Linked DNA regions of Sus scrofa: all the other regions are linked to region 3. A link is a contact called in public Hi-C and promoter capture Hi-C data. All regions are on one chromosome and are shown on one strand. Each heading gives the region's core, a stretch centred on a gene start, on an enhancer-like site or on the middle of the called end of the contact. The rest is flanking DNA. Distances are from core to core; before and after follow the strand shown. Region 1 overlaps SLC1A2 (excitatory amino acid transporter 2). Region 2 overlaps SLC1A2 (excitatory amino acid transporter 2). Region 3 overlaps PDHX (pyruvate dehydrogenase protein X component, mitochondrial).

Evidence for each region. Promoter capture Hi-C pulls out the DNA fragments that hold promoters and counts their contacts. Hi-C and Micro-C count contacts between places; a contact is called where the count stands out from the background.
Region 1: a Hi-C map of liver shows a contact between it and region 3, with 2.8 times the contacts expected there. The contact joins two enhancer-like sites. A contact is called at or near these places in 23 of 47 Hi-C or Micro-C datasets (adipose tissue, alveolar macrophages, blood and 13 more) and 2 of 2 datasets of contacts at active chromatin or transcription factors (alveolar macrophages and skeletal muscle).
Region 2: a contact with region 3 is called in a promoter capture Hi-C map of liver, with 4 times the contacts expected there. The contact joins two enhancer-like sites. A contact is called at or near these places in 1 of 5 promoter capture datasets (liver), 4 of 47 Hi-C or Micro-C datasets (embryonic fibroblasts, fetal heart ventricle, heart right ventricle and 1 more) and 1 of 2 datasets of contacts at active chromatin or transcription factors (alveolar macrophages).

What each region holds. Positions count from the first base shown.
Region 1 is chr2:25,632,291-25,636,229 of Sscrofa11.1, reverse strand. The region is part of intron 1 of SLC1A2 (excitatory amino acid transporter 2); the gene reads right to left. All of the region lies in intron 1 of LOC110259680 (a long non-coding RNA gene), which reads right to left. Among named protein-coding and RNA genes, the nearest start is that of SLC1A2, 30 kb to the right of the region's middle. Within about 2 kb of position 2,574, at least 9 of the 83 cell types and tissues checked have an H3K27ac peak or open chromatin away from gene starts, as enhancers often do. A contact at or near this core is called in alveolar macrophages and liver, where this site is marked.
Region 2 is chr2:25,722,171-25,725,867 of Sscrofa11.1, reverse strand. SLC1A2 (excitatory amino acid transporter 2) reads right to left here. Exons shown (of 11, transcript XM_003480708.4): 6 at 496-622. Among named protein-coding and RNA genes, the nearest start is that of SLC1A2, 120 kb to the right of the region's middle. Within about 2 kb of position 1,502, at least 13 of the 83 cell types and tissues checked have an H3K27ac peak or open chromatin away from gene starts, as enhancers often do. A contact at or near this core is called in alveolar macrophages and liver, where this site is marked.
Region 3 is chr2:26,011,144-26,015,066 of Sscrofa11.1, reverse strand. It overlaps PDHX (pyruvate dehydrogenase protein X component, mitochondrial), which reads left to right. Exons shown (of 13, transcript XM_003122869.4): 13 at 1-113. Among named protein-coding and RNA genes, the nearest start is that of MIR1343, 53 kb to the left of the region's middle. Within about 2 kb of position 2,041, at least 17 of the 83 cell types and tissues checked have an H3K27ac peak or open chromatin away from gene starts, as enhancers often do. A contact at or near this core is called in alveolar macrophages and liver, where this site is marked.

The DNA of each region.
Region 1 (3,939 bases), core at 1,325-3,824, 380 kb after region 3:
AGTTGAATTTGTTAACCACTGAGCCACGACGGGAACTCTTCCTATGATAATTTCTTTATCTTGACCCTACAGGTATTTGTCTCATCAAAATTAGAAGAATTTAGGCAAAGGAGACAGAAAGCAATGAGGAAAAACCAGCCTTTAGACATTGTTAGCTCTGGGCCTTACCTACATTCCTTGCTATGTTTCCTCCACATGGCCAGGTTTTTCTCTTCAGTGGAAGACCTAAATTCTTAGGCCCATCTTGCCTTCTCTCATCTCTCACTCTTTTACTGTGTCAGTAAAGGTGCATGTCTTTTAAAATGCACAGGTTTTCTAGATACCTTCAGACACTGACACCCTCAGACACCATTTCAATGAAATTCGGAGATGGTTAGTAGAAACCAAAATTCAATACTGAAGAAAAGGCATCAGTATGTTATGACTGGGGTGGCAGTGTCTGGCATTTTCTTCTGAAAGAAAGTGAAAGAAAATCAATTCTTAGTTTGTTTTTGTTTTTGTTTTTTTTTGTCTTTTTGCCCTTTCTTGGGCCACTCCCGCAGCATATGGAGGTTCCCAGGCTAGGGGTCCAATCTGAGCTGTAGCCACCGGCCTACACCACAGCCACAGCAACGCCAGATCCTTAACCCACTGAGCAAGGCCAGGGATCAAACCCGCAACCTCATGGTTCCTAGTCGGATTCGTTAACCACTGAGCCACGACGGGAACTCCCTTATTCTTGAAAATGAAAATAAAATCAGCTTTAACAGGCTTTTTGTTTGAATATCCTAATAGATTTCAGGAGATTCAGCGATGTTAGAGAAATACGGATATATGGTGCAGGGATCAACCAGTTTAAGAACGGCAGCTACTAAAGGCTTACTGAGGGCCAGGAAATTTGCTACATGTTTTCTATGCATTTACCCTCGCGACCATTCCTAAAAGATTTGGTCAACCCTATATCACATATGTAGAAACTGAGGCTCAGAAAAGTGAAGTAAATGGGCTCAAAATGACCTCGTCTGAGAAGCTTTTCCATGGCAAATGGGTCGTGCTTCTTGTTAAAATAAAAACAAGGACAGGAGTTCCCGTCGTGGCTCAGTGGTTTATGAATCCGAATAGGAACCATGAGGTTGTGGGTTTGATCCTTGCCCTTGCTCAGTGGGTTAAGGATCTGGCGTTGCCGTGAGCTGTGGTGCAGATCACAGAACCGGCTTGGATCACGCATTGCTGTGGCTGTGGTGCACGCCGGTGGCTACAGCTCAGATTGGACCCCTAGCCTGGGAACCTCCATATGCCATGGGAGCAGCCCAGGAAAATGGCAAAAAAGAAAAAAAAGAAACAAACAAACAAAAAAAACCCAAACAAGGACAGCCATTTCTATCTCAATAAGTTGCAAACATATACTTCCTGACGTTCTCGGCTTCCAGTGGCCTCCCCGCTCTCTCCCGTGGAATTTGTATACGAATTTGTGGCTGGTCAACCAAACACCATGGATGGCTGTCTTTTTTGTTGTTGTTGTTGTTGTTGTTGTTGCTATTTCTTGGGCCGCTCCCGCGGCATATGGAGGTTCCCAGGCTAGGGGTCGAATCGGAGCTGTAGCCACCAGCCTACGCCAGGGCCACAGCAACGCGGGATCCGAGCCGCGTCTGCAACCTACACCACAGCTCACGGCAACGCCGGATCCTTAACCCACTGAGCAAGGGCAGGGACCGAACCCGCAACCTCATGGTTCCTAGTCGGATTCGTTAACCACTGCGCCACGACGGGAACTCCCTGGATGGCTGTCTTAATTTCTGGGAAGGATTATCTGAGCAGGAATGGGTCAACCCTTTCTGGGAATGAGAGAAAGTGCTCGTTTAAAGCATCTTGCTTCTGGAAAAGTGACTCAGAGAGGCACTCAGCCTTGTAAGCACCTGAAATGCCAGGAAAACAGACTTTTTGGCCACTGAAGAGGATCTCATGCAAATGGCTGGCTCATTCAGGTCTTTCCCTGTGGACGGAGGCTGAGAAGCAAGCACCCCCCCACCACCACCAACTTTCCCAGCACTGCAACCTCACTCTCCCTACCAGAGTCATACAACCTTCCCCTTAGAACAACCTGTGTGTTTACTGATAAACAGTCCTGGACGAGCTCATTAATAATTTACTCTGGGAGTTTCCACTGTGGCTCAGCAGAAACACACCCAACCAGCATCCATGAGGATGCAGGTGTGATCCATGGCCCGGTTCAGTTGGTTAAGGATCCGGTGTTGCTGTGGCTGTGGTGTAGGCTGGCAGCGACAGCTCCAATTCAACCCTTAGCCTGGGAACCTCCATATGCCGCACCTGTGGCCCCAAATCTGCACCCCCCCCCAAAAAAAAACAAAACAAAAAAATAAATAATTTACTCTGGATAATGGGCAGGAGAGGGTTTGGCAGTCATGGCAACAACTCAAAGTCCTTATTTGTCGTGGTTTATTTTTAAGTATCAGAAAAAGAGGCCATTTTTTCCTCTAACATCGAATTCCTGATGGAAACTGGATATGTGTGAGAATGAGATGGGAACGGGTGGAGAAAAGATATCTTAAAAATGCAGTCATTAAATATCAGGACAGGAAAATAACTGAAAGAAAGCATTTCTTGGCCTTACACTGCACCCTTCTGGAAGGAAGAAGAAGTGAAAAAACTACATCATTTCTATACTCAACTTCGCTCTATTATTATGAAAACATATTCATATCAAAAATTCAGATATAAAAGCATTTTTCCACACTTAAACTATTTTATCTTAATATACATTTCCCCAACTAATCTTTACTACAAACTTATGAGGCTAAAATTATTATCTCCATTTTATGGACAAGGAAGCTGAGCCTTAGAGACCATGGCTAAGTTTTACCGCCCAGATGCTGTGCAGGCAGGATTTGTACCCAAGTCAGCCTGAATCCAAAATCTGTGTTTTTTTCTACATCCCAGTCCTGTAGGAAAGGAAGAAAACTGAACCCAACCAGGAGGGGGATATTTCAGAATTTATTTCAGGAAAATGGACCTTAAATACTTTTTACTATACAAGTTATTTAAAATGTCTTTCATCACACAGCTAACGAGGGATTGGGTGTGCAGGGGTTAAATTTTATCAATGTCCTATTTTTTTTTTTTTTTTGTCTCTTTAGGGTTGCACCTGTGGTATATGGAGGTTCCCAGACTAGGGGTCTAATCAGAGCTACAGGTGCCAGCCTACACCACAGCCACAGCAACGCCAGATCCGAGCTGCATCTGTGACCTACACCACAGCTCATGGCAACGTCAGATCCTTAACCTGCTGAGCGAGGCCAGGGATGAAACCCGCAACCTCATGGTTCCTAGTCAGATTTGTTTCCACTGTGTCGCAACGGGAACTCCCTCAATTTCCTATTTTCATTTCTTATGAAGTTATGAACCAAATGCAACAACATGCTCTCCTCCGCTTCCTCTGACACACCTCCTCTGACACACTCCTCCGCTTCTTAGACACACTTGGAAAGACAACTCTCCTTCTGGATCATGCACTGCTAGAGCACCAGAGCCTGAACCTACTTCACTTTTGGTTTTGAATGTTCAGAAAAATGTGCGGAAGAATCAATGAAAGAATCAAGACGGGCATTTCTATCATGACTCAGTGGTTAACGAATCCGACTAGGAACCATGAGGTTGCGGGTTCGATCCCTGGCTTTGCTCAGCAGGTTAAGGGTCCGGCGTTGCCGTGAGCTGTGGTGTGGGTCTCAGATGGGGCTTGGATCCCACTTTGCTGTGGCTCTGGCATAGGCTGGCGGCTACAGCTCCGAATGGACCCCTAGCCTGGAAACCTCCATATGCCACAGGCGCGGCAAAAAGACAAAAAAAAAAAAAAAAAAAAGAATCAAGAAGAGAAGGAACGACTTCAACACAGTATCTCTTTAACTTTTGTTTCTTATATTCCAAAGTTCCAAGCAAAATACC
Region 2 (3,697 bases), core at 253-2,752, 290 kb after region 3:
AAGAGTAGATATTTCAGGCTTTGCAGGCTACATACTCTTGGTCAGAATCCCTCAACTCTGTCTTTTGGCACAAGAGCAACTGTAGACAATACATGAACAAACAGGTATGAGGCTGGGTTTCAGTAAAACGATTTATGGGCCCTGAATGTGAACTCCAAGTAATTTTCACGTGTCATGGACTAGTACTACTCTTTTGATTTTTTTTTCTGCAAAGTAAACACAAAAGACCCATTCTTAATTGTCAGGTCATACAAAACAAATGGCAGATGAGATGTGGTCCATGGGCTGGCTATAGGTTTCCAACCCATTTTCTGGGGAACTCTCTAAAAGAGAGGTTTTTCAGCCCTTTCTCAGTCCTTCCTGAGAGCCCTTTGCTTGGTTCACTTGGTTCACGCCCACCCACTCTTTGCTGCTGGGAGGGTTCCAGCGTCCTCTGGGGGACCCCAACACCATCTCACGTCCTCTCCGCAATGAGGTAAGAAGAAGCCCACTTACCACATGATCATGATCACCAACTTCATCACAATCTCATTCAAAATATTGAAGAATTCCACCATCAGCTTGGCCTGCTCACCCATCTTCCCCATGGCGATGCCAAAGGCAATGAAAAACCCTATCAGACCTGTTGGGTGAATCACATGACACAGAAGGACAAATTATAAAGAATGTGTTTCTTCTCCCGTGGGCTTTCCCATTCCCCAAGTAGGGAGCCCCGTTCTCACCGCCTGTTACCCCACGAAGTAAGCATTAAAAGACAAAAGCATTAGGTTTCACACTGAAAATACCTTTCCCCTGGATAATTACGGCTTTCCTGAATATTTTCCACATGAGCAAGTTGGAGTGTAAGCAGGTTAGTTCCTTGGAGGAAATAAATTCATGTTCCTTCCAAACGATAAAGTACTCTCTTCTTTCTCGTCCTTGCTTTTGAAATCATGTGTGAGCAGATTCCTTTAGCATGTAGATTAACAAAGCAAGGCTTGTTGGGACTTGGGGAGTTTTGTGCAAATTTTGGAGCCAATGTTAGAAGAGCAGAGACCAATTAACAACTAAGTCTCTGCCAGGGTTATGTCTGTATTGGCTTGGTGTTATCCCAAATCAATGCATGGCTGGTATAGTTCACTCCAGGAACACCCTAAAGATAAAATTATTTTCCTATTGCCTAATTTGAGAAGGAGGAAAAATGACAAAAAGGAAAAAAAAATCAAAGAGAAAGCAATGAGAAATACAAAACAGTTGGGAAAACCCCAAATGACCCAGTTTGTTTGCATTCAACCTGTTATTCATTAATTCATCACCATTCTTTCCATGGTCAAAAAAGTTTAGAATGCTTTCTTTTTTACTGAGTTTTTTCCCAGGATCATAAAGAGAAAACATAGTCTTTGTTATTTCCTGGCCCCTCAGCCATCTGAACTCCTTCACTTGTTATCACCTGATGTCCACCTCAGTGTAACCCCATCCTGGCCCCAGGGTCACTCCTAATTCTCGTCCAGGAGGATTTGAGGAACAACTGAACACTGTCTCCACCTCTTGATGTCAGCAGCAAACTGCACTAGGTCCTGGACCAACTCCAACAGCCAATCTTGGGTCTTAGTTCTGGGCGGCCTTTTGCCTCATTCTAAGTATCTGTCCTGGGAACCTGCCTGATTTGTTAGTTTCTCCAAGACCTGGCTTTTCTTTCCCCAAAACATTCTCTCCGCCACTACTCCCCCTACCAGGTCCCTCCCTCAGGGTCTCACTCTGGAGTGTCACCCAGACCCTCCCATGTGTATGGCTAACAGATGTCCCCATACTGCCTGGGGCTTTCTGGGTTTCTGATTACAAATCACCATGTGCCTCAACTCCCAATCTGTTTTCCAGTCTTGGGGCTCCAATTCTTTTTTTTTTTTTTTGCCTTTTTGCCATTTCTTGGGCAACACTGGATCTTTAACCCACTGAGCATGGCCAGGGATCGAACCCGCAACCTCATGGTTCCTAGTTGGATTCGTTAACCCACTGAGCCACGATGGGAACTCCCTTGGGGCTCCAATTCTGATGACTTGCATGGACTATAAATCCGTGTCATTGTCCCCTTGACAATGGGACCTTGCTCGCCCATCTGACTTTCTCTGAACCTCTCCCTCTTCTTCCCCACACCCACCCCGTCCCGTCATTTCCAGTCTCTCCCTATTCTATCCAGTTTCCTCGTGTGTCTGTTTAGGCCTGCGGTCTTGAGCTGTACCAAGGTAAACTACAGCATTATAATTTGATTCTCTTGGAGGAAAAGTCTTTCTCTCTGAACCTCTGATTTTACCTTTTCCCTGGTCGCCAAAACCTCCCACCTCCCCACAGCAAGCACATATCAACCCAGACTGTTCAACCACCAGACCCTCTCTCTAGCTTCAGCAAAAAGAACCCAGAACTTGCACTAAAATTGTTAATCCTCACTATTTAATAGTTCCCCTTCTCAGCTCTTGGCCAGAAAGAGCGACAAGTGACTTACCAGTGAGCCGTTCTGGCCACAAAAACAAAGGCTTAGTGAGAATTAAAGTGACCCAGAATTAGAGCGACCAGGGAGAGTGACCTAGTTCTGCAGGAATAGAGGACATCGCAGGCAGGCTCTTCTCAAGCCCGTGGAGAGGCGTTTGCTAGAGGAGAACTGAGCAATAATCTGTGAACATTCTGGCTGAGAATAGCTAGTTATCACTTGGTGAATTCCATTTGGAAATTTTAAAAGAAAATGCTCCAGGTCTCAAGGTCCCAAAGAACTAGCATAAAACAGCTCCCCCGGTGGGGTCTGCAGAAACTGGCCATCTCTGTGCATACTACAGAGATGCTGAAAGGAGCCGTCTCTCACAGGAGTTGATTTAAGTGGTTGAGATTCGAGTCCAAAAGAGTCTGCAAGTTTGCGGCGTAAAGAAATGAGTGTTTCTATGGAGTTCCTGTCATGGCTCAGTGGTTAATGAATCTGACTAGGAACCATGAGGTTGCGGGTTTGATCTCTGGCCTTGCTCAGTGGGTTAAGGATCTGGTGTTGCCGTGAGCTGTGGTGTAGGTCGCAGGTGCGGCTTGGATCTGGCGTTGCTGTGACTGTGGTATAGGCCGGTGGCTACAGCTCTGATTAGACCCCTAGCCTGGGAACCTCCCTATGCCGTGGGTGCGGCCCTAGAAAAGGCAAAAAGACAAAAAAAAAAAAAGAAAGAAAGAAAGAAGTGTTTTAAAAAGTCAGAGGCCAGATTTTATCTTCACTATTGCAATGCTCGCTCTTTGGGACTTTCCAAAGCCAAAAAAAAATAAAATAAAATAAAACAACCAAAACCAAAAAAAAAAAAAAAAAAAAAAAAAAAAAAAGCCACTATCTTTGCCCTTGGAGGACCATGGAAAGAACCTTATTTCAGCCATGATTTGTAAATGGGAAGTTTCTCAACCGTCTGACTTCCCTCAGCTTTCCAGACCTCAATTTGCACTTGGACACCTGCACCCTGTGTAAACCGCTTCCCTGTGTAAACACGGCCTCGTTGAACACACTCACTGGGACGGGGGTGTTCCATTTGAACAGAGCCCTCTTAGATTTGGTCACCGGGGTTGAGAGAGGAGTGAGTGGGGCTGAAACTCCCCAGGACCGTCAAAGGCCATGTGACTTCCCAGAATCCACCGAGAATCTGGAAAAGACCACAAAAGTCTTCGGAATGATTCACCTCAAAGCCCTGGCCCCATTACT
Region 3 (3,923 bases), core at 792-3,291:
GCTATTTCCTACCAAACATTTTAAGTTAGTTTTGATGTAAACACAAAATGTTGTTTCATAGTGCATTTTAATCATGTTTATATTGCAAAATAAAAATGTAAAAAAAAAGTAAACATTTGTGTTGTATTTTACATGTTAGGGCACAGAGATTTAGTGCCTTGAAGTAGATTAGTAATTTCCCTGGAACAGTTTAAAAGGGACTCTATAGGAGGAAAAAGAATTTAAAATTACAGTTGACCCTTGAATCACTCAGGGTTAGGGGTGTGGACCCATGAAATGGAAAATCTGTGTGTAAGTTTATGGTTGACTCTCATATCCATGGTTCCCCATCTGGGGATTCAGTCATCTAGGGCTCGAGTAGGTCTACAGTACGTATGGATTGAAGAAACTCTGTGTATAATCAGACATGCGCAGTTCAAAACCATGTTCAAGGGTCCACTGTAAAATTAGGAAAATAATGGATGTGGAGTGTAAAACTTTGGAAAGAGAGTAGAAGGCCTATGAAGCTTGTGAGAACTGTCCCTTTTATTCCATTGATAAGATGAAAATTTGCCCGATTGTTGTAAAGGTTAGAAGAGCTTAATATCTCTCTTTTAACAACTCTGCTACATCTGACAAGGTAATCATAACCAGAGTGGGATGATGATTTAAATAACCAGTCACAGAAAGACTCATGTTCGTGTTTGCTGCCATGAATCACCAAGAGAGTGACTGTGTCGTCCAAGCTGTGTGCTATGGCACGATGAGCAAGTTAGGCTCTCACAAAAGAGCTTTCTGAAATGCTTAGAGCCCCAGTACATCAACTGCTAAGAAATGCTTATTCCACTCAATTTTAACAAGCCGTTTTTTATAAACAATCTCCAGACCTTTTGTCATATTGAGTTATACTGCAAATTGTAACCAAGTGCTATTTACAAAATAACTTTGATGAGTTACATTGATTTTCAGTCAGTTTTAACTAAAATTTTTTTTCTCTTAATTTTTATATCTGAGGAATAGGGCATGAGACAGCCGTAGGTCACCATCAATCCCTGGGAGTTCTGTTTTTCCAGTGGTCGACACACTTAAACTCTAGTGCATCTGTTTCCCTGTAGGTGACATGGGCGATGATCCCCACTCCCGCCTGCCTTAGAGAGCTGCGGCGAACCGCGCAGGAGAAATGCTGTATAAATTCAAGACATTTCCATTCTTCGTGGATGTCACAGCCAGGTTTTCACGTAATCAGTTGTTTCTCATGGTTTGACTTTTGGTGCAAATGCCCATTCATTCTGACTAAAAGTATTTTCTCCAATGTGTTACGCTGCTTAGGTTTATGTAAGAAATTGCCATTTCTAAAAATAATTCTGTTGCAGCATGAGGTCAGAGAATAACACGGATTTGAGAAGAGGGTGTGGTGCCCTTGACTGGGATCGTAGCAGAGAATGAACTGTGTGCTGTATGAGCAGACTGTCTCCCACATTATAAATTTATATTTATTTATTTATACTTATATTGTATAAATATACAATATATATTTATACAATATATTTATTTTGTATTTATATTTATTTGTACTTTTACCCTCATTTAAATAAGGGAAATGACCTAAATGTTGGGAAGACTTTTACAGAAAAAGCAACACATTTAGTTAATACCTGAAAATATCAAGGAGTGTTAGAATTTCAAAGTCAAAACAGCTCCGCTTCTCCCTAACCGCAACTTCTAGTTAACATTTCCAGCTACAGTTTGTTCATTGACCATTTTTGTGGAAGATTAAGATCTTCAGTACACAGCTGGCCAGACTCCCTTGTTTAAAACATTACTAAGAATTTTCTGTATTCTGGTAGAATGATCTTTTATGCACTGTCAAATGAACCTTCTTAGAATTTTCTTTTCTTTTTGCATTTTGGACTTAATATCATACTAAATTGTACAGGCCAGCTGTTGCAAAAGTAAAACTAGTTTCCTAACCTTTTATTGAAAGATAGGTGGTGCTCTAAGTTAATATGTTGTAGTTAGAGTGTGGGAGAAAAATTACAATGGCAGTTAACTTTTAGTTTTCAAGGAAAATTTGTCCTCATTACCCATTGCATCATGACGGACTTTATCTCAGGCGAAGTGGAGCAATGAAAGAACCAAGTGTGCTGCAGGTAAGAATTAACCATTATTTATAATGTGCTGTTATTAACGGGAAACTCTTGTTGACTTTTGAAAAGGGAAGTAACAGGGCACACTTAACTTTAGGATTAGTCTGGCCATTGTATGCAAAGGAAGTCAAAACAGGGTCAAGGGCAACCGTCAGCAGAACCAGCTAGAAGCATTTGCTATAATGAAAGCTTCAGTGAATTAGATTCGTACCAGGTCAGGTGGCTTTAAAGAAGGGAGAAATGTAAGAATATTTGACATGTTTGTTTGCTGTGGTATATTAGAAATCCACAGGTGGGTGTGTGCCTTCAGGGAATGCGGCAACAGTGATGCTGTTCCCCAGTGCAAAACACAAGTCCTCCACGGCCCCCATCACCAGTGTATAAAAGGTTAAGATTCTGATGTGTTATGTTCAGCAAGTGGTGTATTTCAGGATTAGACTGTTCATAAATGGGAAACGCAGCAGTCCTCTAATAAAATCATTGTAAATAGTTATAGATTGTTTTCGAAATTGACATTCTAGGGTCTCTTATTGATTTCAAGAGCTGGGGACAGGCAGGATGTAGTTTGTCTAGACTCGCGTAATATTGAAGACACCATTTAATTGAAATTATAAGGTATATAAAGATGTATTTTGAAAAACCATTAGCCTCTGTTAGTGGCAGTCTTTTATTTCTTTGATCATATAAAGTTTACTTTCACTTTTTATCATTTATCTGTATTTGCAAACAAATCCAAGCAGTCTTTTTTTTGTGGGGGGAGGGGCTCACCTGCGGCATACGGAGGTTCCCAGGCTAGGGGTCTAATTGGAGCTACAGCTGCTGGCCTACACCATAGCCGCAGCCACGCCAGATCCAAGCCCCGTCTGCAACCTTCACCACAACTCATGGCAGCACTGGATCCTTAACCCACTGAGCGAGATCAGGGATCAAACCCACAACCTCATGGATCCCAGTTGCATTTGTTTCTGCTGCAGGAACTCCCCAAGCAGTCTTTTTCTTCCCAGTTAAGTAGCTACTTTTTAAACCTCTAATTTTAACCTCTGCTATGTATGATATATACTGTTAAGAGAAACTTGGACTTTTATTAAAAGCTGAGAAATTATTAGCAAAATCATAAATTAGTGATGATTTCCCTTTATTCACACCTTAAATAACTTATTTTCCTGAAATGTCTTTGTTTATGAAATTATTACTCCTGTCACTAAAAAAATAGGTCTTTAAAAATAAGATAAAATTATTAGTCATAGCACTTCATAAAGCGTAAAGTATTATATAAATAGGTCAATTTTTTTTTTCCTGCTGTACAGCATGGGGATCAAGTTACTCTTACATGTATACAGTTTTCCCCCACCCTTTGTTTTGTTGCAATATGAGTATCTAGACATAGTTTTCAATGCTACTCAGCAGGATCTCCTTATAAGTTGTATCTGATAACCCCAAGCTCCTGATCCCTCCCACTCCCTCCCTCTCCCATCTGGCAGCCACAAATCTATTCTCCAAGTCCGTGATTTTCTTTTCTGTGGAGATGTTCATTTGTGCTGGATATTAGACTCCAGTTATAAGAAATATCATATGGTATTTGTCTTTGTCTTTCTGACTCATTTCACTCAGTTCCATCCATGTTGCTGCAAATGGCATTATGGCATTCTTTTTTATGGCTGAGTAGTATTCCATTGTGTATATATACCACATCTTCCGAATCCAATCATCTGTTGATGGACATTTGGGTTGTTTCCATGTCCTGGCTATTGTGAATAGTGCTGCAATGAACATGCGGGTGCATGTGTCTCTTTTAAG